Linked DNA regions of Mus musculus: region 2 is linked to region 1. Evidence: chromatin contacts called from public promoter capture Hi-C data. All regions are on one chromosome and are shown on one strand. Each heading gives the region's core, a stretch centred on a gene start, on an enhancer-like site or on the middle of the called end of the contact. The rest is flanking DNA. Distances are from core to core; before and after follow the strand shown.

Region 1 (3,128 bases), core at 260-2,759:
GAATTCCCGGATGTGATAGTAATAACAAAAACAGGAGGGAACATACACAGGTTATCTTGACATCCTCTTCTTGCCTCTTGTTAACGAAAACAGTTCAATTCAGCGCAGCAAAGCAAGTGAAAACGTGCATAGGAACACATTAGAGATAGCAACTTCCATTCTGGTTTCGAACACTTACAAGCAGGTTGCCTCTTTAAGAGGGCTAAATGTAGTCTGTTTCTAAGCACATGACATTTGCCATTGTGAATCAAGACAGACAAGTGACACATGTCATTATAAGTGTATAACATTCTCTAAATTGCTACAAACATAAAAGAACATTCATAATTGAATGAAAATAATAAAAAAGAAATGATAAGACATGACCTTCTTCCTAGGTATGGTGGAGGAGGTTTACTGTAGAAATAGCTAGGCCCATGTGGGGAGATGGGGAGGGGAGAGGAGAGGGAAGAGAGGGAACCAGGTGCAGCAGCCAAGAGTCCAAAGGTACAAAGAGAGTGGGTAACCAGATCAGAAGGACAGCCCAGGTCTCTGTGATGGAGAGTTCAGGAAATGGGATGGGGTATGCCAGCCAGGAGGGCTCTGTAACAGATAGGGACCAAGGGATGCCAAGAGAACCTGGTAGCCAGTGTCCTCTTTGATATGGTAAATAGGCAACTCAGTCATTTGTCCCAGATTGAAACCTAACAATAATGCTGATTTTAACCTTTTTTTCCCCCCAAACCTTTCTTTCTTTAATTCTCCCACACTTCCCAATGAGCAAGTGTGCACATTAAAACAAAACAGCCATTGGAACCTGGAGTAGCTGATTCAATCATTTTTCAAATTACAGAGTATTATTTTCCGGTGTCGAATGTGCATTATGATTGAATAAATAGTTTGATTTTCAAAATAAAAATTTTTGAGCTTTTATTTGTGTCCTTTTACACTTTTCTTCTATAAATGTTGGCAGATAATCACAGGAGCTGTGATTTTCCATAGTTCAAGGATAAAAATCACATACAGATGTGATTTTATAAGACCGTGAACTCATTCGCATATGACCTAATATCCTCAAGAGGGTTTGAGCACATGTACTGGTGAGGAAACCACCATAATCAGGACCTGTGGCTATTGTTTGTCACCTCGATGTAAATATTTGCCCCAACCAGCCAACACCGGTATTTAAAAAATAAACAAATAGAAGTACAAATTAAACTTTAAGGCAAGTGCCAAACAGAGGAGCTATTTTTCCATTGAAAATGCCCCCAAGGAATTCTAGGCCCCTTGACTGGCAATTTGCACGTCTGGGTTTCCTTTGGCACAGTAAAGAAAGAGAGCTGCCCCTAGAGATCAGTGGTTTTACTAGTGAGGCCTCCAGCTTAGAAAGAAGTAGGAACATTCCTCACAAGATCCCTCCCCCAGCACCATGCTCAGGAAACCTCCTGGAAGCCTGGAACAGTCTACAAATTATACTGACGCCAGCTCCACAGTCCCGGACATAAACACAATAGGCGGGTGTGGGCTTATGGTTCCTGCCCACGATCATCACTGCATTCTGAGATCCAAAGTCCAGATAAGTGTGAGCAAGAAAAGAGCCTCACTTGATCCCGGTGGCAAACTTCTTTTCTCCTGCTTATCTAAGCGGGGCATTGGACCCCCTTGGCCCAGCGTTGAGGCGCCAGCTGTGTTCCTGACCCCTGAATAAATCAGGGCCAAAAAGAGCCTGGCAGGGCTCTGGGACACATTTCCTGTCACGGCCTAGGGAAAGCAGTTGGCCAAGGGAGTGTTGTGGCGGAGTTTTCAGCTGTTGGAGGATGAGGGCTCAAGAGAGGCGAGGGGAGGGCACACATAGTGGTAGAAAGGGCTGTAGAGGGCGGTGACTTTAGAGAAAGCTCCGTGCCCTCCAGCAAACCAGAGGACTTGGGAGCAGCTGCATGTTGAGTCTCCAGGATGAGGCCAGCGCTTGCCCTGTGCCTCCTCTGTCCTGCGTTCTGGCCTCGGCCAGGGAATGGGGAGCATCCCACGGCCGATCGCGCAGCTTGTTCGGCCTCGGGGGCTTGCTACAGCCTTCACCACGCTACCTTCAAGAGAAGGGCGGCGGAGGAGGCCTGCAGCCTAAGGGGCGGGACTCTCAGCACCGTGCACTCAGGCTCGGAGTTTCAAGCTGTGCTCCTGCTCTTGCGTGCAGGTCCCGGGCCTGGCGGAGGCTCCAAAGATCTTCTGTTCTGGGTGGCTCTGGAACGCAGCATCTCACAGTGCACTCAGGAGAAAGAGCCTTTAAGGGGTTTCTCCTGGTTGCACCCGGACTCAGAAGACTCAGAGGACAGCCCACTACCGTGGGTGGAAGAGCCACAACGTTCCTGTACAGTGAGAAAGTGCGCTGCGCTCCAGGCCACCAGGGGAGTGGAGCCTGCTGGTTGGAAGGAGATGCGCTGTCATCTGCGCACCGATGGCTACCTATGCAAGTACCAGTTTGAGGTTCTGTGCCCTGCACCTCGCCCAGGAGCCGCCTCTAATTTGAGTTTCCAAGCTCCCTTCCGGCTGAGCAGCTCCGCGCTGGACTTCAGCCCTCCTGGGACAGAGGTGAGTGCGATGTGTCCTGGGGACCTTTCTGTTTCGTCCACCTGCATCCAGGAAGAGACAAGCGCACACTGGGACGGGCTTTTCCCTGGGACAGTGCTCTGCCCCTGTTCCGGGAGGTACCTCCTTGCTGGCAAGTGTGTGGAGCTCCCTGACTGTCTAGATCACTTGGGAGACTTCACCTGCGAATGTGCAGTGGGCTTTGAGCTGGGGAAGGACGGACGTTCTTGTGAGACCAAAGTTGAAGAACAGCTAACCCTCGAGGGGACCAAGTTGCCCACCAGGAATGTAACAGCCACTCCAGCAGGTGCTGTGACAAACAGAACATGGCCAGGTCAGGTCTATGACAAGCCAGGAGAGATGCCACAGGTCACTGAGATTCTTCAGTGGGGAACACAGAGTACTTTACCTACTATTCAAAAGACCCCACAAACCAAGCCAAAAGTCACTGGCACACCATCAGGAAGCGTGGTCCTGAACTACACATCTTCGCCCCCTGTTTCTCTGACTTTCGACACCTCTTCCACGGTGGTCTTCATACTTGTGAGCATAGCAGTTATCGTTTT
Region 2 (3,128 bases), core at 342-2,841, 160 kb before region 1:
TCAGAACCTTCCTTCAGTGGTCACAGTGAAGCACGGCTGCTAAGAAACTAGAGATTTGACTCCAATGGCAATTTCTTCTCATTCCTCTGAGGGGACAGCAGAAAATTTGTACAATTGACTTCCATTCAAATTCTAGCCATCCTCTGTGCATCGACTAGATGCCTGTATTGTCTCCTCTACTCTTTAGAGTGTATATTTAGAAGCAGTGAGGACAGGTATACATACCACAGTGAATGTTTGTTTTATAAACAGCAGAGAAGATCTTGAAGAGCACGGACCTTAGTCTAATCTAGCAGAATAAGAATGTTAGGACAAACTTTCAATGAAAGAAAAATTACATTTATCACATTGAAAATATACATTTAAACTGTGATGTACATATCCTGTGTGTGGCTATAAAGGTCTGTGGCTTAAGAAAATTCTACAGCAAGGAATTTTTTCTAAAAAAGCCCATGCATTTGCTGATAATAAGGCAAATAGTGTTCATGTTTTCTTTTTCTTTGAATAACTAGAATTATTGAAGTAGTTATAACTTTTCTGTTTTAGTTGTTATGGGAATGAAGATTTCTTGATTTCTCTATCTACTGTGTCCAGCATATACCTAAGGTAAGGGCATTCTTTAAAAATGTTCTAGATATTGTCATCTTTCCAAAGTCAAGCAAGATACCTCATGGATTTATCAGAACTCTTTCATACTAAGAATTAATTCATTAATTGAAACCCTGCAATGATTTCTTAGTAGGTTGAGACCAATAGCTTCCTACATGACATACCCTTGGGAGAGCTTATTTATAAAAGCTTTAGAACATATTTTATAAATTATTCTCCAGCTAAGTGTGTTGGAGTACAATATAGAAGTGTCTTTAATTCTCAAATGCTTAAGTTTCTTTTCTTTTTTTTTCCCCCTTGTATGGATCATCCTTTGGGAATCCCTGCCTTGAGGGAGATATCACCCTTTCTAGCCTTGGGATCATTCACATGTCAGCATCAGGCATCTTAATCACTCAGCCTCCTGAGTTGTCCAAGGCTTCGGGCCAGTGTGCTCTGACCTACTTGTGTGATCTGACTTGACAGATGAGCTTAGTTTCTCTCTGCTATCTTATTTCTTGTCACCCTAGAAGGAAGCTATAACTGTTAAAATTCCAATTAGGAGTAGGAGTCCAAGCGCTCCTTGATGGTGCCAGGTAAAATCAGTCTATCAGCGAGTGAAGACATATGAAATGTTTAAAGCCTTACCTGGCACTAACTGAATGACATCTGCTACTGGAATTCTCCCACAGTGAGTCAAATTAGTAAGTAACAACTATGAAAAGGGATGGATTGGAACCATTCCCACCCCTATCCCACAGCAAAGTAGGTAGAAATTCAGGACAAGCAGTGGCTTGGGAGTGTTTTCTTCCTAGGGCTATATATATATATTTGATCTGCTCTGAAAAATCAAAGCAATACCTTTGTATTTGTTCATTCCTTCATCAGCTGGCAATCTGCTACTAGCTAGAGAAGATATTTTTCAGTTGTGGAAGTTGTAGGATAATGGAGTCTCTAGCCCAGCAGTTTTATTTTAGAAAGCCTGTACAGTTTGCACGTGTAAAAATAGTGCATCTATTGAATCCCAGAAGGGCTTGATTTCAGCAACATGGGCAGTTCTGCAGAAGTGCACACACAGAGCGATTGTTCTAAAAAAACGAGCTCTTGGAAAATGTCAGAACATTCTACTCCAGCGTGGTCATTTGCGGATGATTTTTCATGTTGTGTCTAGCCTTCTTAATACCAAGACACTCTTTAAAATGCCAGATACCCCCTCCAAAAATACACATGAATCAGTCATTTGCATTTTCTCATAAAGCTCTCGCCTTTTCAAAGATCACTGGCTCTGAGACAAGGGCGCCTTTCTATCTCCTCACTGAGAGCCAGTCACTCAGAACACCATATAGTTTCCCTAATTTATTTATGTGCGTGCATCATGGGGCACTGCTCTTTCCATGCTTTGGAAGACTGAGAATCTATTAAGCATTTAAATATCAGCTGTCCTGTCCCTAATATTTTATGTAGCATGAGGCAGAACACTGTGACAATCTACTAACACTTTCCTCTGATCAGTCTCATTCTGTTGGGAATAGACGTGGCCCTTTTCCTTGTCTATTAGTTGGCTTCTATTGAAGATTTTTTTTCCTCATCTCTTTCAGTTCCTACCCACCATGCCCCCTTTGTGTCTCCTTGGCTCTCTCATCTTCCTTTGTTCTTTCTTTTTCTGGTCCATTCCCCTCTTGCTTTTTCTCTTGCCCATTCCTTATTTCAAGACCGCAGCTCCTTTTCAAAGGCAGATGCTGTGGAGTGAGGGAAGCAGAGCTGTTTCCTGTGCACTATGGATGGTGCATCAGGTTTACTAGGCATGGTGCAGCATGTGCACGAGGCATGGTACATCAGCTACACTTCTTCTTTGGTGTCTTTCTTCTTGACCAATTCAATGCTTCACCTTCTGGAATAGATCAGTCCTAGACACCCGTGTGTTCCATACAATTGACAGCAGGGCCTTTACAACTAGGCAAGGTGACTTAGCATCTTTGAGGGTTTATTTATAGTATAGATGACCCAAAGCTTTCTACCCCATCATGCCTGTTGAGTGCCCTCAGCTACATAGAAGAAATCCTTTGCTCTTCATCTGACCTTGTGCACTCTGCAGACTATATCATCTCATGAGTCTATAAGATCAGTGCAATCAAAAAAGAAAAAAAAAAAGGAAATTTATGTACACCTACAGCTTGGAGGAATGTGTAGGAAGGAGTGGGTGGCTTGAATCTCAGATGCCTGTCTAATGACCATCCCCACCCCGATCTTTTGTAAGTGAACACCAATAGGCTTAATCTTGAGGGTCTCTTGTGGGTAGTCACCGCTGCTCTCGTTGAGATGGTGATGTCTGTTGTGCTCAGAAAACAGTGTTCTATAGCAGCAAGTGATGTTGAAATCAATTACCAAGTTCCAATTTCCCAGACTGAGACTCAGTGTGTCAGTGACTTTTCTCATCATTATTGTTGTAGTATTTGAGGTTTCAGTTCATCACGGTGGAGAGAGCAGGTATGGTGAAGGATACAGAGGATGGCTGGTCACATTGTGTGTGTAGTCAGGAA

What was found. Promoter capture Hi-C pulls out the DNA fragments that hold promoters and counts their contacts.
Region 2: a contact with region 1 is called in a promoter capture Hi-C map of hippocampal neurons, with 2.3 times the contacts expected there. The contact joins the enhancer-like site here to the promoter of Clec14a in region 1. A contact is called at or near these places in 9 of 39 promoter capture datasets (the 3T3-L1 cell line, 3T3-L1-derived adipocytes, cranial neural crest and 5 more), 1 of 484 Hi-C or Micro-C datasets (nephron progenitors), 1 of 115 datasets of contacts at active chromatin or transcription factors (heart atrium) and 2 of 9 other capture datasets (adipose tissue and liver).

The regions. Positions count from the first base shown.
Region 1 is chr12:58,267,639-58,270,766 of GRCm38.p6, reverse strand. Clec14a (C-type lectin domain family 14, member a) reads left to right here and starts at 1,509. Exons shown (of 1, transcript NM_025809.5): 1 at 1,509-3,128. The coding sequence starts at 1,933.
Region 2 is chr12:58,428,639-58,431,766 of GRCm38.p6, reverse strand. No RefSeq gene overlaps it. Among named protein-coding and RNA genes, the nearest start is that of Gm30687, 6.7 kb to the left of the region's middle. Within about 2 kb of position 1,591, at least 15 of the 459 cell types and tissues checked have an H3K27ac peak or open chromatin away from gene starts, as enhancers often do. A contact at or near this core is called in hippocampal neurons, where this site is marked.